4 separate regions of the Mus musculus genome follow, and all the other regions are linked to region 1. Evidence: chromatin contacts called from public Hi-C and HiChIP or PLAC-seq data. All regions are on one chromosome and are shown on one strand. Each heading gives the region's core, a stretch centred on a gene start, on an enhancer-like site or on the middle of the called end of the contact. The rest is flanking DNA. Distances are from core to core; before and after follow the strand shown. Region 1 has its middle 21 kb from the start of Klf3. Region 2 has its middle 17 kb from the start of Gm43837. Region 3 overlaps Tbc1d1 (TBC1 domain family, member 1). Region 4 overlaps Gm43837 (a long non-coding RNA gene).

Region 1 (5,991 bases), core at 3,475-5,974:
TTGACTGCCAACTCCTTTAGAGACTGTCACTTGAATTTTCACTGTAATTTAGCTGGACCTATAATGAGGGCTCTGATGGCTATTCTTGGTTGTCAACTTGACTACATCTAGAATGAACTTCAATCCAGAAATGGAGAGCACACCAGTGGTCCAGATCTTGAGGTATAACAGCCATGAAAAAGCTAGGCCCAGGCAAGGTAGTGCATGCCTTTAATCTCAGGAGACAGAGGCAAGCAGATCTCCGAGTTCAAGGCCAGCCTGGGCCAGAATAACTTCCAAGTCCAGTCATGATGATACCCATTTTTAATCGATGCATTCAGGAGACATCACCATGCAGAAAGTTCAAGATTAATCTACAGAACAAGTTCCAGTACAGCCAAGCTTAGGCAGTGAAGGAGTTGGAAAATATAAAGCTGGCAAAAGGTAATAGAACAAAGGAGCCATGTTCCAGTCCCACCAAGCAGCAAAATTCGGCAGTTGTGGCCATGTGGCTCTGACTTTATAGTCAAGAAAAGAAGGGACTACTGGTAAAATTGATGCTGGTTAGCTGGAGCTAAGAAATAAGCAGTGATTAAAAAGAGATCAGCATCAATCATTGAAGTGAAATCTTTTGGGAAGTGTTTTCTGAAAGCACATAGAAGCTATGTTCCAGAGATAACCAAGGTTGTACCTCATGCTTCAGCTGGACTTGGTAATGTGTAAGAGTCACCCAGGTGGAACTGGTTTTGACAACATGAAGGTGTCATGGAGAACAGCTTAGGTTTGGCACTGTGAGAGGCCATGGGAGTCCACTGGTGAAGGTGCAACCTCAGTTGTAGTTGACTGTCCAGGACTGAAGGGGTCATGCATAGAAGTTGAGGCTTGGCACCATGAAGAAAGCCTAAGAGAGGCTATTGGTGAAGCCTAGTTGCAACAGAAGACTCCAGTGTATTGGAGATGCCAGCAGCATGAGATGATCACCAAGAACAGCAGCAACAGTATGGTGGAGTCAACCAGAACCTAGAGTGCTACAGAGGGCAGAGCTAGAGAAGTAAACCAAGCCCTTTGGAGGAGCCCAGAAGATCATGTGTGGATCCCAGACATTGGGATGAGAAGCTGTGAAGTTGAAGTTGTCTTGGATACCTCAAGATGTAAGAGATGCCAGAACCATGGGAAACTGGTCTAGGAAAGCCGCTAACAGGGAGTAGAACCAGCCAAAGAAAATAATTGTGTTGCACTCAACAAAGATGAAAGGAGTTGGGGATTTGAAGAGAGCTTTGATATCAGACATAGAGATCCTGAGTTTGCCCAGCTGGTTTTTGGTCTTATGTTGGTTCAGTATTTTCTCACCATGACGTTTTGGAATGATAATGTATATCCTGCATGATGTAGGAAGTATGTGATCTGTGTTTTTTTTTTTTTTTTTTTTTTTAAGTTTTGACTTACTATGGTATTATAGTTAGGAGATTGCATGAATCTCAAAAGAGACTTTTGGACTTTTAACATTGTTGAGACTGTTATAAACTGTGGGACTTTTGAAGTTGGACTAGGTGTATATTTTGCATTATGCTACGGCTAGTTATCACCCCCATAGATTTATGTGTTTGAACAAACCTATGGGGGCCAGGGAGTGGAATGTGTTGGTTTGGATTTGCTTGGTTCAGGGAGTAGCACTATTCAGAAATAGTGGCCTTGTAGGAGGAATTGTGTCACTGTGGGGATGGGCTTTGGGAGGCCCTCCTCCACGCTGTCGAAAGATAGCTCCTGCTTCCTTTGGATGAAGATGTAGAACTCTCAGCTCCTTCTCCAGTGCTATGCCTGCCTGGCTGCTGCCATGTTTCTTGCTAGGATGATAATGGGCTGAAACTCTGAACCTGTAAGCCAGCCCCAATTAGATGCTGTCCCTTATAAGAGTTGCCTTGGTCACAGTGTCTGTTCACAGCAATGGAAGCCAAACTAAAATAAGGACCTTGCAGCTTGAGCTCTGTGGTTGCTGGAAAGAAGGTTGTTCTCCAGGGCAGACTTAGAAATTTTAGTCCAGTGGTTCTCAACCTTCCTAATGCTTCAGCTCTTTAGTACAGTTCCGTGTGCTGTGTGACGCCCCCAACCCTAAAATTATTTTGATGCTACTTCATAACTGCAGTCTTGTTATGAATCATAATGTAAGCATCTGATATGCAGGATATCCAATATGTGGCTCCTGTGAAAGGGTTGGTCCTAAAATGGTCGTGACCCACACGTGGAGAACTGCTGCTTTAGACTGTCCATGCCCTGGAGCAGGCCAATTTTATTACTAAGTTCATTGCTTTGCTCTATTCTGAGATGTTAGAGGTTGGTTAATTTTATTATGGGCTCATCCCTATCCTTTGCCAATTTATCCAGAGGTGCTAGGAGCAACCAGCCAGCATCATCATTTTTCTTATTTCCAAAACTGTCAAAAGTTTCTTATATAATCACTAAACCCATTATCTCTCACAGTTGGTGTATCAGTATCTGTGTTAGTGAATTGAAAAGCCTATACAAGATACTTCCAAAGGTGCTTATACTTCTGTTGCTCCAGAACCAATTCTAGTATCAACTTTTGTATTAGTCAGTGTTCTCTCAAGTAACAGAATTTATAGAACGAATCACTACATATATATCTATATATTTATATATCCATATCTATCTATCTATCTATCTATCTATCTATCTATCTATCTATCTATCTATCTGGGATTTATTGGAATGACTTACAGGCTGTGGTTCAGCTAATCCAACAATGGCTGGTTGGGAACAGGAAGTTCAAGAATCTAGTAGTTAAAATAAATAAATACAGTCATTATGTCAAACCATTAAATCAGGGACTGTCTTACATGGATGCATTTATACATATAGCATCTTTTTTTTTTTTTGAGGGGCACACATACATTTTTCTCCCTCTGTGATTCAGCTAACAGAATGTGGAACGTGCTTGATATATTGACATAGTGTAGCTGTCTTCCTTTTTTTCTCTTTGTTCCCAAAGGCCTCCCCAAGTCTTTGCATCTAAAGCAAATGACATTACACAAGTTTCAGGATGGTTGGAAGGATGTTGGTCAGCCTTTTAACTCCTGGGTCTCCTAGCGTGGCCCATTCACAAGTGCTTTGGAAGTTTTACTCTGTTGTCTATAGGAAAACTCAGCCTGTGGTTGTCCTTAGGAATGGTGCAGAGGTCTTTGGGGAAGGAAGATTTGCTGGAAAAAAAATATGGAGGCTATGCCGGTGCCTGGCAAACACAGAAGTGGATGCTCACAGTCAGCTATTGGATGGAACACAGGGCTGCCAATGGAAGAGCTAGAGAAAGTACCCAAGGAGCTAAAGAAGTCTGTAACCCTATAGGAGGAACAACAATATGATCTAACCAGTACCCACGGAGCTCGTGTCTCTGGCTGCATATGTAGCAGAAGATGGCCTAGTCTGCCATCATTGGAAAGAGAGGCCCCTTGGTCTTGCAAACTTTATATGCCTCAGTACAGGGGAACAGCAGGGCCAAGAAGTGGGAGTGGGAGAGGGAGGGCAGTGGGGGGAGGGTATGGGGGACTTTTGGGATAGCATTTGAAATGTAAATGACGAAAATACCTAATAAAAAAAGTTTAAAAAAAGGGGGGGGGGCTTCCAGCTACATTGTATCAGGCTGAGGTTTCTGGTCCCATGCATCAGAAACATTTTTTTTTTTTTTGGTTTTTTCGAGACAGGGTTTCTCTGTGTAGCTCTGGCTGTCCTGGCACTCACTCTGTAGACCAGGCTGGCTTCGAATTCAGAAATCCGCCTGCCTCTGCCTCCCAAGTGCTGGGATTAAACCGCCCCGTTGCATCAGAAATTTAAGCAGCAGACTGGGACAGCCAGGGCTCAGGCACTGGGGGCCGGAAGGATGTTGATCTCTACTCAGAGAGTTTATAATGCATCTGCATTCGCCTTAGCAGAGAGCAGAGCTGTCACTTTCTCTACTATACCTTCCCTACTTGTGACTGAGGTTGCCACTTAGAAATCTTCAGAGCCTTGTGAAAGAGTGATGTCAAGTCTGGTGAATCCAGTAATTTAAAAGAAGACCCTTGTGGGGCTGGAGAGATGGCTCAGTGGTTAAGTGCTCTTCCAAAGGTCTTGTGTTCAACTCCCAGCAACCACGTGGTGGCTCACAACCATCTGTAACAGGATCAGATGTCCTCTTCTGCTGTGCCTCAAGACAGAAACAGTGTACTCATACATAAAATAAGTAAGTTAATTAAAAAAAAGAGAAAGAAAGAAAATGATTGGAAGGCTTGTTGTCTCAGCGGCTGGCCGGAGGATGGCTTCTTTTTTCTTTACATTTCAATACTCTGAAGTAGTTTTTCTTTAATAAACACACTTTTCAGGAGCAAGGAAAAGTGTTTTTAAAAATAGCTAGAAAGAAGTGGGTAAGTTGTGTCTAATGAAAGGCAAAATTTAGCTTTTTGGAAGCACCCTCAGACTCACGCACCTGGAAAGGGGGCAAGAAGGAAGGGGTGAGGTAGCCCTTGAAGAAGGGGTGAGAAGTCTGGAAGAAATTTTGAAGTTTTTGGTGGCCGCTTGAGTGGCTGGGCCTGCTCAGCTTCTCGAAACCAGAATTCTTCCTCAAAATATATCTGTTCGAAAGCATCGCCAAGCAGAAAAGGCTGGAAACCAGAGGCGCCGGCAACTTAGAATGAACAGAGCCCAGGTTCCCATTTTTACAGGCATGTACTTCCTGGGGCCCGGGGTCCACTCTTCCGGTCTACCGTGCTTTGCCCGGATCCATCTAGTCAAGAAGAGTCAGTGACTATGAGAGAGCTGACCTACAGCTCCCCCAACACCAGAACACCAGCTGATCTCCTCCGCTGGAAGCCCTCTCCTGCAGCTTCTTCCTTTTAAGTTTGTTTGTGTGTTATTGTTCTGAAGGGTTTCTGGGTAACTATAAGCAACAGATCTTGTTAGTTCCTCTTCAGACTCCCCACTACTCCCCACCCTTATTTCTCACCTCCCAGCATCCTGTTTGTCTCCCTGACTCAGTTCCCCTGCCCCGCCCACAGCCCCTCCCTCCCCAGCTGCCAGTCCCCTGAGCCGTGTTTTTCTTCCCTCAGTTAATATGCTTTAACTTTTCCCCATTTGATTATGTGTACTTGGACCAAGCGCACCATGCATGCATCTCTTCAGTTTTTAATTCACTGAACCATGTGTCTTTCTCTCATGAAAACATTAAAAGCACGGTTAGAGCTGATGTTTGTCGTCCCCCCTCCCCCTTTCTTTTGAGACAATGTATTTATACAACATGGAGATGAGGAGGAATAAGGAAAATCAGAAAACGAGGGCGGTTATGGTTGAGATATCCAGTCTCTCTGAAAGGCTGCAGTGAAGGCTCGGTGTCTGGCTGGTCAGGCCAGTGACTGAGAGGGTGAGTGATGGATCGTGGATGCCCTGACCTACTCAATGGATGTTCTTATCCAGGGGCCACTTCACAATTAGATGGCGTTTTTTGGAGACAATGGGCACTTTCAGAGGTGGAGCCTAGTTGGAAGCAGTAGGTCATTGAAGGCATGTCAGCGGGGCTTTTCCTTGTTGCGCTCCATCCTCTGCTGTCTAAGAGTTACTTGAGGCTCTGCTCTGTCACACTGTCACCCGTCTCTGTCATTCCTTCACTCAGCCTTGACCCAAATCCAAAGCAAACAGTGGGACAGGTGTCTGGATTGAAACCTATAAAGCTGTGTGGGGCAGAGTAAGTCTGCCCTTACATATTTTTTTCTTAGGAACTTGATGCAATTATAAGAAACTGACTAACTGGGCTGTAGAGATGTCTCAGCAGTTAAGAGCACTGACAGCTCTTCCAAAGGTCCTGAGTTCAATTCCCAGCAACCACATGGTGGCTCAGAATCATCTGTAACGGGATCCGATGTCCCCTCTGGTGTATCTGAAGACAGCTACAGAGTACTCATCTATCTATATCTGTATCTGTATATCTGTATATATGTATATATATGTATATATGTATATATATGTATA
Region 2 (6,366 bases), core at 1,942-4,441, 420 kb after region 1:
GATACAATCCCGTTCACATCTGACTTCCCAGCCCAGCTGTTCTGGTCTTGAGTTAGGATCACTGCTCCCCCAAGCTCTAGCCCCATCATGAGAGCACAGCCCTGACCTGTACTGTCCAGTTTTCCTGACCGCCTGTTAAGGTACATCTTCTATGTCTCCCTAGGGTTTGTGAGTTGATTGAAGGCCCTGTACCCTTGAAACCAGTGTCCTGAGTGGGAGACATCATGGTAGGCACAGAGTGGATCACAGGTGTCATGGGTGAATTCATCTATTTATGGGCTCATGGCTGAATGAGTTTGGGAAGATGGGCTTTATACAACAAAATATGAGGTCCTCTTTGGCTTCCTGGGTGCTGGGAGGTGTACAGCTTTACTCCATCCCACACTTCTGCCATGATGTGTGACCTCAGACACAGGCCGAAAAGCAGGCAGGATAGGTGGTCACACAATGAACCTCAGGAAACCATGATCCCAAAGAATCTGTTCCTCTTCTCGAATAGTTTTGTCACGGCGATGGAGGGTTAATACACCTTCAGACCACAGTGATGAGGATTTCCTTTTCAGTGCTCCTAGAACAAGGCCACAACACTATGGAGCTGTGACACACACACATGCTCCTTCAAAGATTTTTTTTAGTAGCCACATAAATAAAAGTCAAACATTTAAAGGTGAAATTAAGGTTAAGACTCTATTTAACCCACTCTATCAATAATGCTGTTTCAGAATGTAATTGATATAAGCATTATTACCAGGACACTGTGCACTCTCTTCTTACCTGAGGCATGAAAGCTCTGATGAGCACCTTATATAGAAGTGTGGCTGTCTGCTCTGGTTAACACACCCAGGGCTCTGAGGCTGCCTGGGCCCGGGGCTACAGAATATATCAGTGACATTCTAGAACATGTGTATGGCTTTCCTTGTCTTGCTTGGGAGTCTTCATCTGGGGGCTCCCTGCTCTGTTGGGAAGATGGCAGGAGCTGTGTTTAACTACCCTCCAGGCCTGTCTAAAGAAACTGGAGGGAAAGGTTGTTACTTGAAGGTGGAGCTAGGTCATGTGTGACCCAGGCTTAAAACACCTGCTACTTCTCCCAGGACTTCCGGCTGGTACCACTTGGTCTGGGGTGGGCTTGCATTATGGGAATTGTGACTAACATAGGGAAAGTATCCTCCCTCATCCACTGAGCTGCAGGTCACGGGGTTGATGGCTGCTCTGCTTGTAGCTGGAGTTTTCTTCCTCTCTAGTCAGTCTAGATATAAGGAGAGTACGTGTATCCTTTAGAAACAGCGGTCAAGACAAGGGGAGAGTAAGCAGGGATTGGGTCAAGCAAGAGTCCATGGTCGTCTAGGAGAGGGTAAGCATTTTGTTGTTGCTGTTGTTGGGTGTTTTGTTTCTTTTGGTTTTTCTTTTACCTCTTCTCTAGCTGTCACAGCCAGCAGGAAGCTCTTCAAGGGGATGGATGGACTGGATCCAGAAATAAAAATGGTGGACAGAGAGATGCTTGGGCCACCAGCTGATGGCAGGTGAGCAGCTTTGCAATGCAGCCTCAGGGTGCTAGAAAGGTGTACTGGCTAATTGGTACCAGGAGTGGGGTATTCCTGTGACAACCTGACCATGTTTTGGGGAGGACTGTGGAAGGACTTTGGAACTTTGGGCCAGAAGATCCATTTGGTGTTAAGAGCTCTGTGGGATGTTATGTAGGAGCTTGGAAGATAGTGTTGAGAACAGTGCAGAAGATGGAGACCTGGCTTGTGAAATTTCAGAGGGAAGATTAAAGACTCTTTTCAGGGCCATTGCTATTTTGATTGTGAAGATTCTGTGGTTCTGGTTAGCTGGGGCTGAAGAATCAGCTGAGATTAACAAGATACCAGAACTACTAAAGCAAAACCTTTGGATTACTGGGACTATTGATGCTGGTTAGCTGGAGCTAAGAAATTAGTGGTGATTAAGAAGAGACCAGCATCATTGAGGTGACATCTTCTGGGAAGTGTTTTCTGAGAGCACCGAGGCTGTGTTCTAGAGATAGCCAAGGTGGTACCTTGTGCTGCAGTGAGACTTGATAATATGTAAGAGTCAACCAGGTGGTATTGGTTTTAAAGGCATGAAGGGGTCACGCAGAGCAGCTGAGGCTCGGCACTGTGAGAGGCCATGGAAGGCCATTGGTGAAGGTGCAGCCTCAGTTGAAGTTGATGGCCCAGAACTGAAGGGGTCATGTATTGTTTTGGAGATGCCAGTACTATGAGATGACCACCAAGAACAGCAGCAGCAGTGAAGTACAGGCAGCTGGAGCCTAGAAGACAAGATGTGTGCTACAAAGGGCATGGCTGGAGAAGTGACCCAAGCCCTTGGAGGAGCCCAGAAGATCGTGAGTTGGATCCCAGATATTGGACAGTTGGAGTTTAATTATTGCTTTTGATTGTGACTGTGCCCTGATATTTTTCCCTCTTGAAGGAAGACAATATTTTAGTAGATCCCACAGTTAAGAGACTTTTAATTGTAAAAAGACTTTGGATTTTAAATGATATTGGATATTTTGAAAGGATTGAACTTTTAATATGCAAAGACTGTGGGACTTTTAAAGTTATTTAAGATCTTGGGGATGAATAAGAACTAAGGGTTGAGGCTTACTAGTAATGTGTTTGTGTGTCAAGTTGACAAGGGGTCAATTGTTACTGGCTAATTTTGTGTCAATTTGACACAGGCTGGAGTTATCACAGAGAAAGGAGCTTCAGTTGAGGAAATGCCTCCATGAGATCCAGCTGCAAGGCAGTTTCTCAATTAGTGATCAAGGGGGAAGGGCCCCTTGTGGGTGGTGCCATCCCTGGGCTGGTAGTCTTGGTTCTATAAGAAAGCAGGCTGAGCAAGCCAGGGGAAGCAAGCCAGTAAAGAACATCCCTCCATGGCCTCTGCATCAGCTCCTGTTTTCTGACCTGCTTGAGTTCCAGTCCTGACTTCCTTGGTGATGAACAACATTGTGGAAATGTAAGCTGAATAAACCCTTTCCTCACCAACTGCTTCTTGGTCATGATGTTTGTGCAAGAATAGAAACCCTGACTAATACAAAAGGCTTCTTGGGTTTCTGGGGTATCTGCAGCATTTGTGGGCTCAGCGGACCTTTGCAGTTGACAGTTCCCAAATATGTCACGTGAACAATAGTTTCTAGTGAGCTGAGCCTCTTTTGATCTGATCTGCCCAGTCAGTGGTGCAGCACTTCCTGCCTGGGAGGTGTCTGCGGGGGCAGCTGCCTACGCCCCACTGAGTCACAGGAGGAATGTGCTAGAACCTTCTAGAAAAACCTGGGAAGGGCAAAAAGGCTAAAAGGTAATTTTGTTGATGCCTACCTCTCCTGACGCCAGGGAGGGAAGCCATGGTTTCAAACTTTCCTGTTCTTGCCAGGATGGCCTAGGGTTGGCCTGTATTTCCTAGGCTTTCATTACTCTCTCAGGGGCCCACAGAACAGTCACCAGAGAAGAGCTGGAATCTGGGTGTAACCAAGCTGGCAGGAGGGAACATATTCTGAAGAGGGATGTTTATGCCCCTCCCTTTGGCTATCAGATTATTGAAACAATGGTCCCCAAGGAAATGGAATTTCCCTGAATCTCATGACGGGAGAAGGAACAGGCTGTGGAGCCTGGCACCAGTTAGGGGGGGAACTTGTTTCCCAGGAAGAGACTTCACACAGTTTTCGTGTGTCAGACTACGTACTTCTTGTCCAATGTCTAAACCTAAACCTCATGAATTGACCTTGAAGATGGGTCACGGTCGGGGTCATCACTGAATGTTGACATGCCTTCATCTTCCTAGTGAATTAGCCTTTTCCACTCTCACTTGTCTCTTTAGTTGGTCCGTTGAGGATGGTGGCTGAGCCTGGCTTGTTAGGGCTGCCAGGGCCCGGGCTCTGACCCGAACTCAGGTAATAGGGGGAGTGAGAGAAATGACTATCCCTGGTTGGACATACTTCCACAGGCCTGTAATCCTGGCATTCTAGAGGCTGAGGCTGGAGGATTGTTAAGAGTTTGAGGCAAGCCTGAGCTGTATGACAAGACCAGTCTGAACTGAAATGACCTCTCATGGCTGACCTCGACAAAGTAAGTGCATTCCTGCCCTCACAGAGCTGGCCATCCTGGGACCAGAGCCACTGAGCAGGGCTAGGCCTCCCTTGTTTTGACTCTTACGGGGGGAAATGGCCAATGGGTACCTTGTTCCTGAAGACAGTTTCCCAGGGAGATTGTTACATCTCCCTCCCTTGAAAAATAATTCGCTTTCTCCCTTATCACTATAAAATCTTAAAATTAAAATGTCGAGGAGATGGGGTTTTTCTGATACTCCCCTTGGTTACAGAAACACTTTAAGTTTAACCAGTGATGCTGAAACTCTGTTTGTGGACTGATGCTGCAGCCTGTCTTGAATCATTCAGGACCCACTGGGCTGCAGGGCAATGGACTCCAGATGGCAGAACCCATATGCAAGCAATGCACAGCCATCGAGTTAAGGAGCTGATCTCAGGCCTGCCACCGGCCGTGGGGTCGTTTGTTTCGGCCTGTGCTTTCTGTCAGGCCCCTTCAGTGAGTGCATTTGGCAAGGGGTGGCCCTAAGCATAAGGACTCAATGCAGGGGTTCACATCAGTGTGGCTCTACTGGAGGCCAGGCTGGGGCTGAAGCAAACTGTCTTTGGCTCCCACACGGCGCCTGACCGCATTTTGACTGTGGGATGACTTTAGCGTTCACTTTGCAAGGGCGTTTCCCTTTGGCTCCCTATGAAGTCATAGAAATTCTAGCTATTTCTGCAGTGCGTGATTGCCTGGTTATTTATAAGAACCATCCATCGGGACCAAGTGTCTCTTGTGTCTGGAGCCGCTTGCGATATCGTAGTTATAAAATGTTTATTTTCTTAGATCAGCTACAGCTGACAAGGCACTCTGTAGCCATTAAAGTTCTTCTAACTCAAGATAGTTTAGATAAGAACATGACTTTTCTGCTGGGGGTTATAACATTAAGAGAGTGTAACTGTCACACAGACCCTTTGGGACCTGGGGTCCCCTGGTGAGGAAGATTGCTGCCAGCATCTTCTGTTCCCTCTAGCTCCCACCCGGGGCTGGGAAAAAGTCTGAGGAGGCAGAGATGAGGTCACTGCAGAGGCAGAGGGACAGCGCCTATTTACAAACACCCTGGCATAAGAAGCTCCACAAGAATATTTCAGCTTACTGAGGACTTGTCCAGGTTTAGGATTTAAAATGTGCAAGGCCGAATCCATTCGAAGGGTAAGATGGTGGTGCTCACTTGTTGAGTGACTATGGGAGAGTCTTTCCTACATGGGGGCTCCAGAATCTTAGGTTGAGGAGGACAGGCCTTCATCTCATTAATCTTGCTTTCTCCAGGCAGGGACACACACAGAGGCCAGCAAGCATGGAATCTGCTGTGGGAGAGCAGCGGTGGTCAGGGGTAGGAGGACAGATGGAGAACAGGCTTCCCTGGTAGGGTGGTGGAGAGTTATACTAGCCAGGGGTTAGACGCAGTGATTATCTTTTGGGTGATAGGATGTGGGTAGACAGAGCGGGGGAAGGCTTTTCTTCGCTTTTGTACATTTCTGTTACATTTGGGACTTTATTTTGCACGTGCCATCCCTGTCCCCGAGAAGTGGCTTCAGAAAGACCACATATAGAAAAGGTAGAAACTAGGTTTCCCTAGTGTAGACCTTCTCAGCCTCACACATCTCATGCCAACAACCTTTTAAACTCCAGAGGAGCCAAACTCGGGCAATGATGGGCTAGAGTACTTTCCTGGGCAGCCATGATGGAGTCAGTGCTGCATCCCTGAAGCTCCCTAGGCCAGACAGTAGCCGAGGGAGCTCAGGCTGGCCATGGCTGTGGCAAAGCCTGCTCCCAAGTTTCCAACACTTGGCTAGGGAATCTGCCCTCTGATATGACAGCTCTTTGGGACAAAGCAATTCACTCTTAGGCAAAGTCTTGTACACTGTCCTGGAGTCTGTGTTCCTGTTGCACTGGCTTGTGTATAAACATCACCCAGTCACCAGACAATGGGGGAGTATCTGTGTTCTACACCCCAGCACCCCACTTCCTACCAGGGTCTCAAGGTGCATGCATGCCCTATGCGTGCTGTGGACCAGGGAGACTTGCTTGCGTTTGTGTAGCATCTCTCCTAACTTCCTTGCCTTCTCCCATTCCCTTCACATGCTGAAGCAGAATTTTCTTATATCTCCCACAATGCCCTTTTGGGGGAACGAGGGTAGAAATGGGTATGCAAGAGGGCTAATATTTAACTCCCCAGTGGTCATTCATTTCTATATCTTTACTGTTTATCTCAAAGATTCTCAGGCACACAGAGCTCCAGTGATCAACAAACAAGGAA
Region 3 (6,335 bases), core at 1,396-3,895, 490 kb after region 1:
ATCTCCAGAACTTTGGGGTGATGCCCCGTAGCCTATGTTTCTACAGCTCCCCCAAAGCATTCTGGGGTGTGCTAAGCTTAAGGATCACTGAAAGAGACGCGGCACTTTGCAAATACCACTAACCTATGGCCCTCTGACTGGTTCCCAGGGGTGAAGGCAAACTGTGGGAACCCCAGGGAAGGCTCTTTGGAGATCAGGCTTCCCATGAGCTCACGAGGACAGTACCAGTACCCAAGAGAATCAGACTGAAGTGAAAGCAAAGCAAACAAGGCCAGCCCACAGCAAGAACCTAAGTGCCTCCTCCAGCTCTGGCTTGGCAGAACCAGCCCAGCGTCAGCAGTGCAGTCTCTCCCCACGGGAAGGGCTTCTGCACCAATTCACAATTAAAGTCTTTTTTTTTTCTTCAGGGCTGGGATCACACCCAGACTCACATGTATTCTAGGCAAACCTCTACCATGGTGTCACACCCATAGTCCTAACTCCCTTCCTTCCTTTCTTTCTTTCTTTAAATTTATTAGATATTTTCTTTATTTACATTTCAAAGTTCCCTATACTCTCCCCCCGCCCTGCTCCCCTACCCACCCACTCCCACTTCTTGGCCCTGGCATTCCCCTGTACTGGGGCATATAAAGTTTGCAAGACCAAGGGGCCTCTCTTCCCAATGATGGCCGACTAGGCCATCTTCTGCTACATATGCAGCTAGAGACATGAGCTCTGGGGGTACTAGTTAGTTCATATTGTTGTTCCACCTATAGGGTTGCAGACCCTTTCAGCTCCTTGGGTACTTTCTCTAGCTCCTCCATCGGGGGTCCTGTGTTCCATCCTATAGCTGACTAATGATCATCCACAAAACCCCTTTTCCATCAATGCTCAGAACAGCACTATTCTTAATAGCCAAGAGGTGGAAACAACTCACATTGTCTACTGACTGGGAGACATTAAACAGAATGTAACATGTCCACAGGTCGGAGCATTAGTTTCCATCAGAGAATAAGGCACTGACATGACACAAGACTTAGAGAACATCATGAGAAGTGGGAGGAGCCAGCAGAGGGACCACAAATTCTGTGGATGCATTTACAGGAAGTGTCCAGGATAAGCAAATCTGCAGAGACATGGTAGATTAGTGGCTGCCTGTCAGCTAGGGGTGGGGACAATGGACTGAGAAGTGATGGTTAGAAAATTCTTTATCTAGTGATTTAAGGATTTTTAACTTGTACTACAGTAATTACTATAGTAATAGCTGCTCAGTACTCTGACTGCATCTCTAAAAATAGTAATACTGAACTGTGGGCTTTAAATGGGTGATTTGTACAGTATACAAAATATATCTCAATAGAGTTGCTTTGTAAGTAAAAATAAACTGTGTTTTCCAAGGAAAGAATCCCTTCCCAGAGCTCATGCTGCCCTCCCCTTCGGGGCCATCCCTGTACCTAGGGACGCTAGAGGGTGTAGAGCTTCGGGGCCAGCAGGCTGGTGCAGTAGGAACTGTCAGCAGACATTCACGGGAGGGAAAGCTGGGGGTACAGAACAGTACCTACAGGACATGGAGCCTCTGTGCTGGTCATACTCAGACCAGACTGCACTAAGTCCACAGATTTGATTCCCCTGAAAACACTGTAAACTTCTTGCCATTGTCTTATTTAAACTCAACAGCTTATTGAAACCTTGAATGGTAACAAATTAAGCTAGAGAAGAAAATCACATCTGTAATTCCAGTACTCACAGGATTGGGAGTTCAAGGACAGCCTTAGCTACACAAAGTTCAAGACCAGTATGAACTATGTGAGACCCTGTCCTCGCCACAAAATTTAAAATGAGAATGACAAATCAAAACGTCCACTTTGGACTTTGTCCTGGGGGCATGCTCTGAGCAGTCACTTGACCCTAAGGAGGAAGTCCCTGGCAGCTGGATGCTGCAATCAAGTCCTGGTCACCTGACTCCCAGGACCCCCAGCTCCCACACTGCAGTATAGAAGCCTCAGCTCTACTCCTCGAGCCTTGCTAGCAAGCAGAAGTGGTCGAACTTGCTGTCTGAATTCCAGAGGTGCATCAGGAAAAGCTGACAGGGCTGCCTTAGCAGTGTTAACAAGTGCAGGCAGGAGCAGCCAGCCAAGGCCAGTCACAGTGGCTTCTAGGATGATATGCCAAAGACAACACATACAAAAACAAACACAAAACAGAAGAAAAAACAAAACAAAACCAAAAAACCAAAAACTTCACATGAACAATCAAATCCTTGGTTTGAAAACTCCATCTCAAGACAGATCTTTATTCACCACCGAAAAGCAAAGTTAAATAAAACTGAAGGAAAACCAATCTTGCCAGGGGAGGTGGCACATGCCTGGAACTCCAGTATCTGTGAGGCTAGGGCACAGGCTGCCAAGTAGCACTACAGAGCCAGACCCATCTCAAAGAGGAGAAATTAAAAATAATCACATCTGTCAACTGGACACTACCTGCTTCTGCCGTTGCCATAAAACCCTGAAGAAAGGGAGACTAGTCCCATAAAGTCCTACAGAACCCACAACTCCCTATTCAAATAAGTTACAAGTGGGCAGAAGGACAACTATCTTAACTCAAACACAACAGTACTGGGGAAGAAAGCAAGCTCTTTCTTGGGGATGGGAGAGCAGAGCCACCAAGACCAGGGAGAAACACTGCCACCAAGTGGTGACAGGCTCTCCAGTCACCCGAGGTTGCCTGGTCTTGATGTGGCAGCAATCCCAGTTTTGGAGAACTCACATGAGTCTGGCCTGTGAGAGGACAGCCTGGGTACTTAAGAATCTCCCCAGAAGACCAGGGATAAAGTCCATATGGTTGAGTACTTGCCCCGCAGGCATGCAGCCCTTAGTCCAACCTCCGCACTAAACAACACACAACACAAAAGCCAGAAAGACAAGCTACCAGCACCAAAAACCACCACCACCAAAAATCAGGCACGGGGGCACACCTGTGGCACCCCGGCACTCAGAAGTGGAGGGAGATTCGAGAGTTCAAGGGCAGCATCAGCTATACAGTGAGCTCAGGGGCAGCCTGGCTGACCCAGTCTCAACAATGAAGTCCCCGTGCCCAGTGAAAGACAAGCACTCCTGATCAAGAGAAAATGCAGAGATGGAGACGGCGTTTGCATTATTTCACTTATGTTAGCCATTAAAATCTCCCCGAGGTAAATCAATTTTTGAAAACAAATCAGCCACTAAGTGCTTCCCACCTTTTGCACAGTAACACAGAAGTCACACCGAAGATCCCTTACGCGCTTTAGTCTGGCCTTAAACGTTTACTTCTTGGTTCATGTGCTATCTAACCTAAAGTTCTTCAGGGTTTAGGCCGACCCAGCTGTACTCATAAGCCAAAACAAAACAAAACAAAACTCTCAGCCTTGGCTTTACTGGACTATATACTCACATAAAGGGCTTCAAGTCAATAAATCACTCTTATTTATGCCAAAAAGAGTTTCCTTCCCCTTTTCAAAACATGTCAAAATCTGAAGGCATCTATTGTTGGTAAAATGCACACTGTGATATGAAATACTTAAATGAAAAGAACTAAATGAAGGCTAAAACTGTTCCCTGGCACAAACAGAACAAAAAGATTCTCTCTGTTCCAAGTGGAGAGCTGCCTAAAAATTATTTCATAATGACAAAGAGTTCTCCTTCATATGGTACGCTGAGAAAAGAAACTAAAGGGCACGCAGCACAGACTAGCTAGTTAAGAGCTGGTTTCCAGCATCCTCTGCTGTCCTGACAATGAGGAGAGAGCCCTCGACAAGGAAAGCAGACTTGTGTAGACAGTGCATCTCTGGAACACAGCACTGGGCAAAGCCTGCCTGCAGAGGATGCCAGTAGACCGCTGCTTTCCCAGGTCCATGTTTACCCGCTTACTCGGTATCACTGTTCTCCAGTGCACCCTGCTTTCTTACACACGCATCCTTCTCATAAAAGGTCACTGGCAGCTCAGTGGTGAGCACTGGCCCAGCAGGCCCTGTCTTCGTTCCTGCCACCACAAAGAAAACAAGAAATTCATTGAGAACCGAGATTATTGGAGGCTCTTGGACCTTGGAGAGCCCTGAGTGTAGACTGCAGAGGCCCAGAGACTAGCTAGGCCTGGAAGACTCATATCATACCCACTGTGGCTGCTTTACTCTATGCCCTAACTACTCAAAATGGGCTATTCACAGCAGTATCAGTGGGAAAGAAAGCCTTTCAGAGACAGAGCTTGGGATGCAACTGGTCCCACCTCAACAATCCACCTTTCAACAAGATCACCAAAGGACCCCAATCTCATGAAAGCTAGTGAAATCCACAGACAAAACCACTTAAGAGACAAGTGTGTGCATAACTTTGCCCAGGGACAAGTGTACTGCCACCCACTTGTCTGTGGTAGGGACAACAGTGAGGCTCTGAAGACCAGAGACTTAATTCGAAGGTGGAGCATCGCTGTCCTCTACTCAGAGAAAGCAGTGTGTCTGCGTGCCCTCCGCCTAGCCCTCGGATGAGCACACTCCGCCTGCCACAGCTTCACTCTGATTTACTAGCACCTCTGCCATACCACCCGGGACAGAGTGAATCTTTACCAAGTATGGTCCTTCCAAGTGCTCAGTGCTGAGAGCCCTCACCCAGAGAGCCAGTGGCTTCCCTGGGTTTCAGAGACAACAATGGTAAGCAGCCACTACTGTGTGGGAGTACCAGTAAGCCCTGGGCTTCATATTTCAGCCACCAAGCAGCTTTTAGCATCTCCCTTCACAGTCTCTGTTTGCTTCGCTGTGGAAACACTTGTCTCGTCACAGCTGGATAGAACTTGGTTTCCTATTTATACAACTTTGCTTCCACGTGGTGAGTGCGGCATTTCATTTAACCATCTGAGATGTACCAACCCTTTGTAGGCTCAGGAGCAGTGCTAGCCCTCTCAGACTTTGCTAATTTAAACTTGTCAGTCTCACAAAACTTCAACTAGTCACTGCTGAACTCAGAAGGGGAGGGGGCCCGCCGGAGCACAGCTCAGTGGTAGAGTAGCTGCCTGACACGCGCAAGGACCTGGGTTCTATCCATAGCACGGGTGGGAGGCAGACACATTGAAGATGTTTCCTTAGCTTTATTAGACAGTGCATTTGTAAGTACAGTGTAACCCCTCCTTAGATAGGTTTCTTCAACACTATCTCACTGTTCACCCTCTAGTTCCCCTTGGTTTTATGAATTTTGTCCTTAGAAACTAATCCTCCCCACAGGATTTGGCTCAGACATAAAAATCAGAACCCCTAGTTCACAGACCACACCGCTGCTCTTGCAGTAGTATCACTACTGAACAGCAAACACATGCTTTTAAAACGACTGCAGGCTTGTGTTAGGAGCAAGGAAGGCTGAGAGCTGTCTCTGCCTTGTTCTCTTACTTAAGGAAGCAGTAAGGCTTCCTCTCAGGGTAGCTCATAGTTGGCCTCCTGGAGTGTGGAGCATAAACACAGAATGGACAATCATGGAGCGGCTGAGCTTGTACAAGGAACCACCGGAGTTGTTTACTACCCACACTTCATGACTTTCTTTCTTATATTATGAATTTTAAATACTTAGCAGGAGTGATGGGACACACCTGTAATCCCAGCTCTTGGGAAGCAGTGGCAGGTGTATCTCTCTAAGTTCAAAGCCAGCCTAGTCTATATAGAGTCACAGGCCAGCCAGGACCGCATGCCCCACCCCCTGCCCCAACACACACAGAAAATGTTTCTAATTAGCTTTCTGCTCCCTTATGTAGGTGTGGCAAAAGTCATAAGCCTAAGTTACTCTGAGAATTTTAGAGAGCTCAATCCAGGTTGAAGTTCTCTCCAGGGAGAAGTAGAGTCTGAATAAGGGCTCCAGAGCCTCCCTTGTCCCTGTCTGAGACGGGAGCAGGGTCCTCAGTGACCTTTTGTCCTTCCCTAATTTCATCTCAGAGACTGCCTGTGACACTCCAGCCAAGTGGTCCTCTCTCTACCTCCCTCCCAGTAACAGGGTGTCCGAGACCTCTGCGGTGTTCACAAGGGGTGGCCTTACCTTCATATCTGCTCGGGGAGTCACAAGCCTTCTGTGGAGTGGCCACTCGAAGGAATATCTGCTGTCTCCACGAGTGCCGCCGGGTCTTCACGGGGGTCCCATCTGTGTCACCCAGGTGGTTTGCTTTGGATTCAAAGTCCCTAAAATGGCAAGATGGCCGATTCATGAGTGATGGGAGGCGTCAGAGTTATAGTTCCGCTGGCTTTCTCTTTCCATGAACAGATCCCGATAGCCACAGACCACAGAAGCTAACTCAGAGTCACAGTGGATCAGTACTCTTAAAGGACACTGTGAAAAGAACAAGTTCAC
Region 4 (5,772 bases), core at 2,821-5,320, 390 kb after region 1:
TTTGTTGTTGTTGTTGTTGCTGTTGGTTCCTGTTCTCTGGCAGGCCAGAGCACTCTGCAGAAAGGGGACCTCCCAGGGCCCTTCCAGCCTGCTTCTCCTGCATGACCTGCACCTGCTCTGGGGCACGATAAAATATCTAGGGATAACACCCGGGGCGGAAGCCATGTGCATGGTCAAGGTCTATGCAATGTACTGATCTCTGATCAGTTACGATGCTATCAAAGTTGCCTTCCCTCACCGGTACAGCTTAAAAGCAAAGAACCAGACACCCCTCCTATGAGTGGCTCTGCCCAGGACCTGTATCTCAGCCCGTGTGTTGAGAAAGACAGACCCCGTCGTAAGCTGTGACCTTTACCGGCAGAAGCTTGCACTGTTCGCGGATGGAAGGAGACACAGTCACTCTTCCAACCATCTCCAGCTGAGCCCCGCTGGGAGCTGCTACCTCCTGTACACCTTGTCGTTCTACCCTAGAGACTTCATTTTTCTCTTCTTTTTACCTGTTTCCTCCCTCAGGCCTGGGAAGAGATGTAAGCCCTCACGGCTTTCTTACAACCACTCTCCTGAAAGACAAGTGACCAGAAGAGGAGATATCCCAGCAATAGGAAACACCATGAAGAACACCTCTCTAGAGTTCCATTAAGCTCTGGGAACAGGATCATGGTAATATTGTGCTGAGCATAAAGGTCTGAAATAGCTGCAGAGTGGTGGCCTTCCAGCTACTTCAGTGGGAGACTATGAATCCCTTGTCCTTTCAGTGAGCGTGTGGGGGATACAGTGTCTGCACCACTCAAGCTTAGTGCACTGTTCTAGACCCAGCACTGACTGGTGCTTACCTGGGATGGTACCCAAAACCTGCCAAACTTCTGTCCGTCTTGCTATCATCATTTCCGGTGTATGAGCAAGGCTTTAGTGGCCCTGAAAGATTGAGGGATCTCCCCAGGAGTACAGAGCTACATCATGAAAAGCCAGGACCAAAGTCCCTTCAGGACACTTAGCGGTTCCATTCTCCTGCCCCAAGAAGAGATGTCCAAAGGAGATTGCACAACCCACACTGAAAGTTGGTTCCAGGCACTGCCCTCAGAAAAGTCCCTCACCGAGCATTTGAGCTTCTCTCACTTCAGTCACAGTCCATTTCCTCTTCCCAGCCGGCCGGCATGCTAGAGAATTAGGTGTGGCAACTTCCAAGAAGGGAGGGAGGTACCCACCCCCACCCCCACCCCCCTCAGGACATCCTACAGCTCTGAATGGGAGCATTCCTTCACAGTAGTTGTGCTGGAACCAAAACCCTTCCTGTGAAGGTCACCTGCCCCCATCAGGAAGTCCCCCACCCCCTGCATCCTTGTCAAAAGCTCCTCCCCCCCCCACACCCCCTCCATCTTGGAGAGCAAAGGTTCATTAGCTTGCTAAGAAATCACATCTCTGCCTCTGGTGCAACAAGCCTAGGGTCTTGCAGCAGACAAATGGTATTTTTGGTTCCTTGGTAAGTCTACAAACCCAGGGTTCCATCTCCTGGCATTAAATAGCTTCCTTCCTAATTGGAGCATGCTCAAAAGTCAGACCCACCATAGGGCTTGTTAAAATTCTGATGGCAGTACTCCACCCACAGGTAGGACCCTGGGGCCTGTATCTCTAACAAGTTCCCAAGAGATGTTGATGCTGCTGGCCCTGGACCACACTCCGCATCTCCAGGGATTACTTTGTGGTGCAGCATTAGCCCCAGCAATGCCATTTTCACAAAGCACCATTTAAAACATGATTCCAGGATAACATATTATGTAAGACCCCAGAAGCACAAATCAGCATGTGAGGTCAAGAGGTAGAGGAGAGTGAAGAGCGTGAAGCCAGGTAAGCCCTAGCCAAACACTGAGAAGAGAGCTCTGGACGTCCTGTGCCTCCCATAAGGAGCGCACATCAAGGGATCGTGGAAAAAGTCTTGTTTATAGTCAGGCTTTCTTTCTCATTCCTGAGGCGACCACAGCTGACCTGGGCAAAACAGGCCTGCCCTGCCCAGACCTGCCCAAGGTGTTCCCTCATTCCTTGGAGGTGAAGATGGTACGGGCGGGGGGGCGGGGGGGAGTTGTGGGAAGGGGTATGGGGGACATGGTCTGGGGATACTGTCTGTCTCAGCCTGCCAGCCCAAGTGGACTCTGAAATTCCAATCTGAGTAGCTGAGAAGACAGAAAATGTTCTGACCCTTTCTGCAATCACAATTTCTTAGAAACATCAACATCAGAAGGTAAAACCTGAGTAGATTAACCACTCAACTTCTTCCCAAATTCTTTTGCCCGTTCCATTCCTTCTGAATGGAAATTTCTTTCTTGTGGCTATTCCTAGTCTCCCTTCCACAGTCAGCTATGGCTCCTGTCTGGGCGGTGGTCTCAGGCACTTCTCCCTCTTTGGCTTCCACACTTGCAGCATCCTTAAACCTTCAGCCAATCAGCATCTCCTTTGCAGGCTCCTTTGCCTCCTCCCTTTGTTCTTTCTGAATGATCATTTTCTTTTCTGTGACATCGACAACAAGAACTGAAGAAACAGAAGGAAAGGTAGCTGTAAGCAGAGGGAGGCTGGAAAGGGATTTTCTCTCAGAGAGAGAAGAAAGAAAGAGTGTAGAGATGCCTAGCAGCCCCCTGGAGGTTTTGAGGAAAGAGAACCCAGGCAGGTTCTGGAAGCAACAGAAAGAAACAGGGTGGAGATTGTAGCAGGGGTGGCTCTGTGGTGTGGTTACAGAGTGTGAAAAATGCAGTAAAGGGGATACAGCAATTCTGAAACCTCCCCTGGTGCCAGGGACCCTTATGCTTTAACTGCATCACCACTGTGGGACTAGGTGGCCTGGGCTCAGCCTTCATTGGCTCACCTCCGCACGATCCTTCCATCTTTGACCTTGCCCTTTCCAGTGTCTGGCACAGTGCCTAGGCTGTGGTAGTTGCTCAGAAAGGGCTCCCTTCTTTCCTCTCTCCAGCTCCGGGGCATCCTTCATGTTGACATGGGGACAGAATTGGAGTTGAGGCTGATAGGACAATAGGAGATGAGGAGGGAGGGTAAATAATGCATAGCACTGAACCCTCCCCCCCCCCCCACACCCTGGACCAAATACCAGCCTCACAATGCTGATCTTGGCAGGGGGCCCACCATCTACCAGACCCCCCCACCCCCGCAGGCCTCTGGGGTATGGCTAATTAAAGACACGCTTACTCATTTCATTCCCAAGTCACTATTTAAGGAAATAGAACCATGCCATTCCTCTAAGGCCTCTGACCTTAGATACTAGAGGCAAACAATGCCGGGGCTTGTCCAAGTGGCCATAAATGCAGAGCTGTTCAAAGAGCAATTGAGGGCCAGAAAGGGAGGACAGCACAGGCCACACAGCTGGGCCAGCTGCTGGATGGTCCCCTCCTTCCATTCTCCCCACTCTCTCCTCTTCCCCATCCCCTGCAGAAGCTAGTGGCAACCCTCCCACCCTGACACCCCCTCCCTACCACCTCCTCACAGTTAGCTCCTGGTTTTCTGAGCTCATTCAGACTCCTAGCTGACTCAGAGAAGCCTTAGTGATCTCCATGGATTTCAAGCAGGAGCAACTTGCAGCCTCTGGGATTTTTCAGGGTTTTTTGAGACTAAAGAAAAACATGGCTTTTGTATCTGTGTGTCGTGTATGTGCACATGTATGTTCATGTGTACATGTCTATCTATGCATGTAGGCAGAAGTCAGATAAGGACACCTGGGATCTTGTCCCATTACTCTCCTTTTTATTCCTCCTAGACAGGGTCTCTGAACCTGTGTCTGGACTGATGTATTGAGGATTGGTTCTAATGCTTTGATTTAATCAGGAATCTGTGTGTCCAAATGCTGAAGGACCTTGTCCCCAATTGGTTTTTGATTGATCAATAAAGATGCTAGCAGTCAATGGTTGGGCAAAAGGAGATGGACCGGGACACTTAGATTTGCGAGGGCTTGGGATAGAGAAGTGGAGACAGAGGATTGCCTGAGATGGCTTGAGATGAGTTGAGAGATGGCTCAGATTTAGAGCTGTGGCAGAGAGAGCCTCTGAGCAGTGTAAGAATTCTGGTAAGTGGCCACTGCCCACTTCCCTATTGGGCCTGGGGTAGCAGGCAAAGGCTTAGCACTGCCTAACCTTTGAGCTAATCACAGCATTTCAAAAACAAGCTAGTGTGTGTGTATCTTTCATTCGCCAATGAAAGAGTCCCTTGGTGGGTGACTGGAAGTGTGTGACCGGCCGGGAGCACAAAGTGGAATGGTATGTCTCTGCTTCTCCACCAGCCCCCTTCTCAGCATTGGGGTTAGAGGTGCACATAGAGCCATGCCTGGCTTTTTATGTGCATCATGGGATCCAATTCTGGTCTTTTAACGCTCTTGCTTATGGAGTCATGTGTTCAGTCCCCAAACACAAACTTTAATCAACACACTCTTGGCTGGGATCTGCCTATGTCAGATGTGGTATTGAGAAGGGAAGGGCAGAGAATGCAAAGCTTTCGATAGACTGTAGTGATCACTCAATAAAGGGCCTCCAGAGACTGCTCTCTGCTTCCTGCAGATGGAGCCTCTTGAGAACTTCCTCTGACAGCCATGAGCTCTGCAACTCCCTCCCTGCTGTGATGAGCTGAAACCTCTGAACCCGAGAACCAACATAAACTCTCCTCCACCATCTCTCTCCTCCACCATCTCTCTCCTCCACCATCTCTCTCCTCTACCATTTCTGTTGGAGATAGTGGTCAGAGTGATATTCAAGTAACAAACACAGAAAACAGATAGCAGAGAAGTAGGGTGACTTCTATGAACACCCCAAAGTCATCCTGCTTAGACTTTGGCAGATGATTTGTGGAAGGAATTTGGAAGTTTGGGGCAGTGGACTGGAGAAGCCCTGACATGCTGTGAATGTAATGGATGATTCTGGTCCAAATGTAGAAGACCCAGAATGCTGACAGAAACACGGATGGCAAAGGACAGGCTCAGAGGCTCCAGACAAGGACAGGGATTGTATAGGGAATTAGATCTCAAGTCATTTCTATTATATCTCCAGAAGGAATTTGTCTGTATTCTTTAAGGTCTTTAAATTTTGAAGTGAAGCTGGGTTTTTCTGTTGTTTTGTTTCCAAGGCAGGGTTTGTCTGTGTAGCCCCCACTGTTCTGGAACTCACTTTGCAGGTCAGGTTGGCCTCGAACTCAGAGATCTGCCTGCCTCTGCCTCCTGAGTGCTGGGACTAAAGGTGTGCACCACCAATCCAGCTTTGAAGCTGGTTTTTAAAAGAGTGAGCCAATTTATTTGGTTGAAAAAATTCCAAGTCTTCACAGCATTCAGGCTGGTACAGGGCCATTTTTGGCTGCTTTTAGTCAGGAAACTCCGAGCAGGAAAATTTGGGAAAACATGCAGTTTGAGAGAGAAAAACAAAAAACACAAAACACAAACTTACCTAAAGTTGGAGGTAAAACCAGTATAGACAAAGCAGCTAATCTGTTAAACAGATTAGCATCCTTCAAGAAGCTGCTTGCAGCACTAGGAAATGGGAGTGGAAGTGAGACCCCGCCCTGCTCTACGGTGTGAAAGTACAGACTCATTGAAAGAATTTCCTTTGTAAGAGAGAATGAAAAACATGCCTTCCTAAACAGGGTCTTCCAGAACTGATACACATGTACACACAGAGACTGTAACAATACAAACAAGACCTGCATAGTTACAAATCAGACAAGAGCCCAGGATGGAGAAAGGGAAGTGGAGGAGTCCACTCCTGACCAATCCTAACCATCAAACTAGTTGCA

Evidence for each region. Hi-C and Micro-C count contacts between places; a contact is called where the count stands out from the background. HiChIP or PLAC-seq counts read pairs in DNA pulled down with a chosen protein or histone mark.
Region 2: a Hi-C map of bone marrow-derived macrophages shows a contact between it and region 1, with 18 read pairs. The contact joins two enhancer-like sites. A contact is called at or near these places in 1 of 484 Hi-C or Micro-C datasets (bone marrow-derived macrophages), 5 of 115 datasets of contacts at active chromatin or transcription factors (bone marrow-derived macrophages, embryonic basal ganglia, embryonic stem cells and 2 more) and 1 of 9 other capture datasets (bone marrow-derived macrophages).
Region 3: a contact with region 1 is called in an H3K4me3 HiChIP or PLAC-seq map of bone marrow-derived macrophages, with 9 times the contacts expected there. The contact joins two enhancer-like sites. A contact is called at or near these places in 1 of 15 datasets of contacts at CTCF or cohesin (the NIH/3T3 cell line), 1 of 484 Hi-C or Micro-C datasets (bone marrow-derived macrophages), 1 of 115 datasets of contacts at active chromatin or transcription factors (bone marrow-derived macrophages) and 1 of 9 other capture datasets (adipose tissue).
Region 4: a contact with region 1 is called in an H3K27ac HiChIP or PLAC-seq map of microglia, with 5 times the contacts expected there. The contact joins two enhancer-like sites. A contact is called at or near these places in 1 of 15 datasets of contacts at CTCF or cohesin (the NIH/3T3 cell line), 1 of 484 Hi-C or Micro-C datasets (bone marrow-derived macrophages), 7 of 115 datasets of contacts at active chromatin or transcription factors (bone marrow-derived macrophages, embryonic stem cells, microglia and 3 more) and 2 of 9 other capture datasets (bone marrow-derived macrophages and embryonic stem cells).

The regions. Positions count from the first base shown.
Region 1 is chr5:64,779,869-64,785,859 of GRCm38.p6, reverse strand. No RefSeq gene overlaps it. Among named protein-coding and RNA genes, the nearest start is that of Klf3, 21 kb to the left of the region's middle. Within about 2 kb of position 4,724, at least 87 of the 459 cell types and tissues checked have an H3K27ac peak or open chromatin away from gene starts, as enhancers often do. A contact at or near this core is called in adipose tissue, bone marrow-derived macrophages and microglia, where this site is marked.
Region 2 is chr5:64,357,521-64,363,886 of GRCm38.p6, reverse strand. No RefSeq gene overlaps it. Among named protein-coding and RNA genes, the nearest start is that of Gm43837, 17 kb to the left of the region's middle. Within about 2 kb of position 3,191, at least 146 of the 459 cell types and tissues checked have an H3K27ac peak or open chromatin away from gene starts, as enhancers often do. A contact at or near this core is called in bone marrow-derived macrophages, where this site is marked.
Region 3 is chr5:64,285,776-64,292,110 of GRCm38.p6, reverse strand. It overlaps Tbc1d1 (TBC1 domain family, member 1), which reads right to left. Exons shown (of 22, transcript NM_001310611.1): 14 at 6,027-6,166. Among named protein-coding and RNA genes, the nearest start is that of Gm38634, 32 kb to the right of the region's middle. Within about 2 kb of position 2,645, at least 88 of the 459 cell types and tissues checked have an H3K27ac peak or open chromatin away from gene starts, as enhancers often do. A contact at or near this core is called in adipose tissue and bone marrow-derived macrophages, where this site is marked.
Region 4 is chr5:64,386,964-64,392,735 of GRCm38.p6, reverse strand. Gm43837 (a long non-coding RNA gene) reads right to left here. Exons shown (of 3, transcript XR_003955925.1): 3 at 2,861-3,007. Among named protein-coding and RNA genes, the nearest start is that of Gm43837, 12 kb to the right of the region's middle. Within about 2 kb of position 4,070, at least 112 of the 459 cell types and tissues checked have an H3K27ac peak or open chromatin away from gene starts, as enhancers often do. A contact at or near this core is called in microglia, where this site is marked.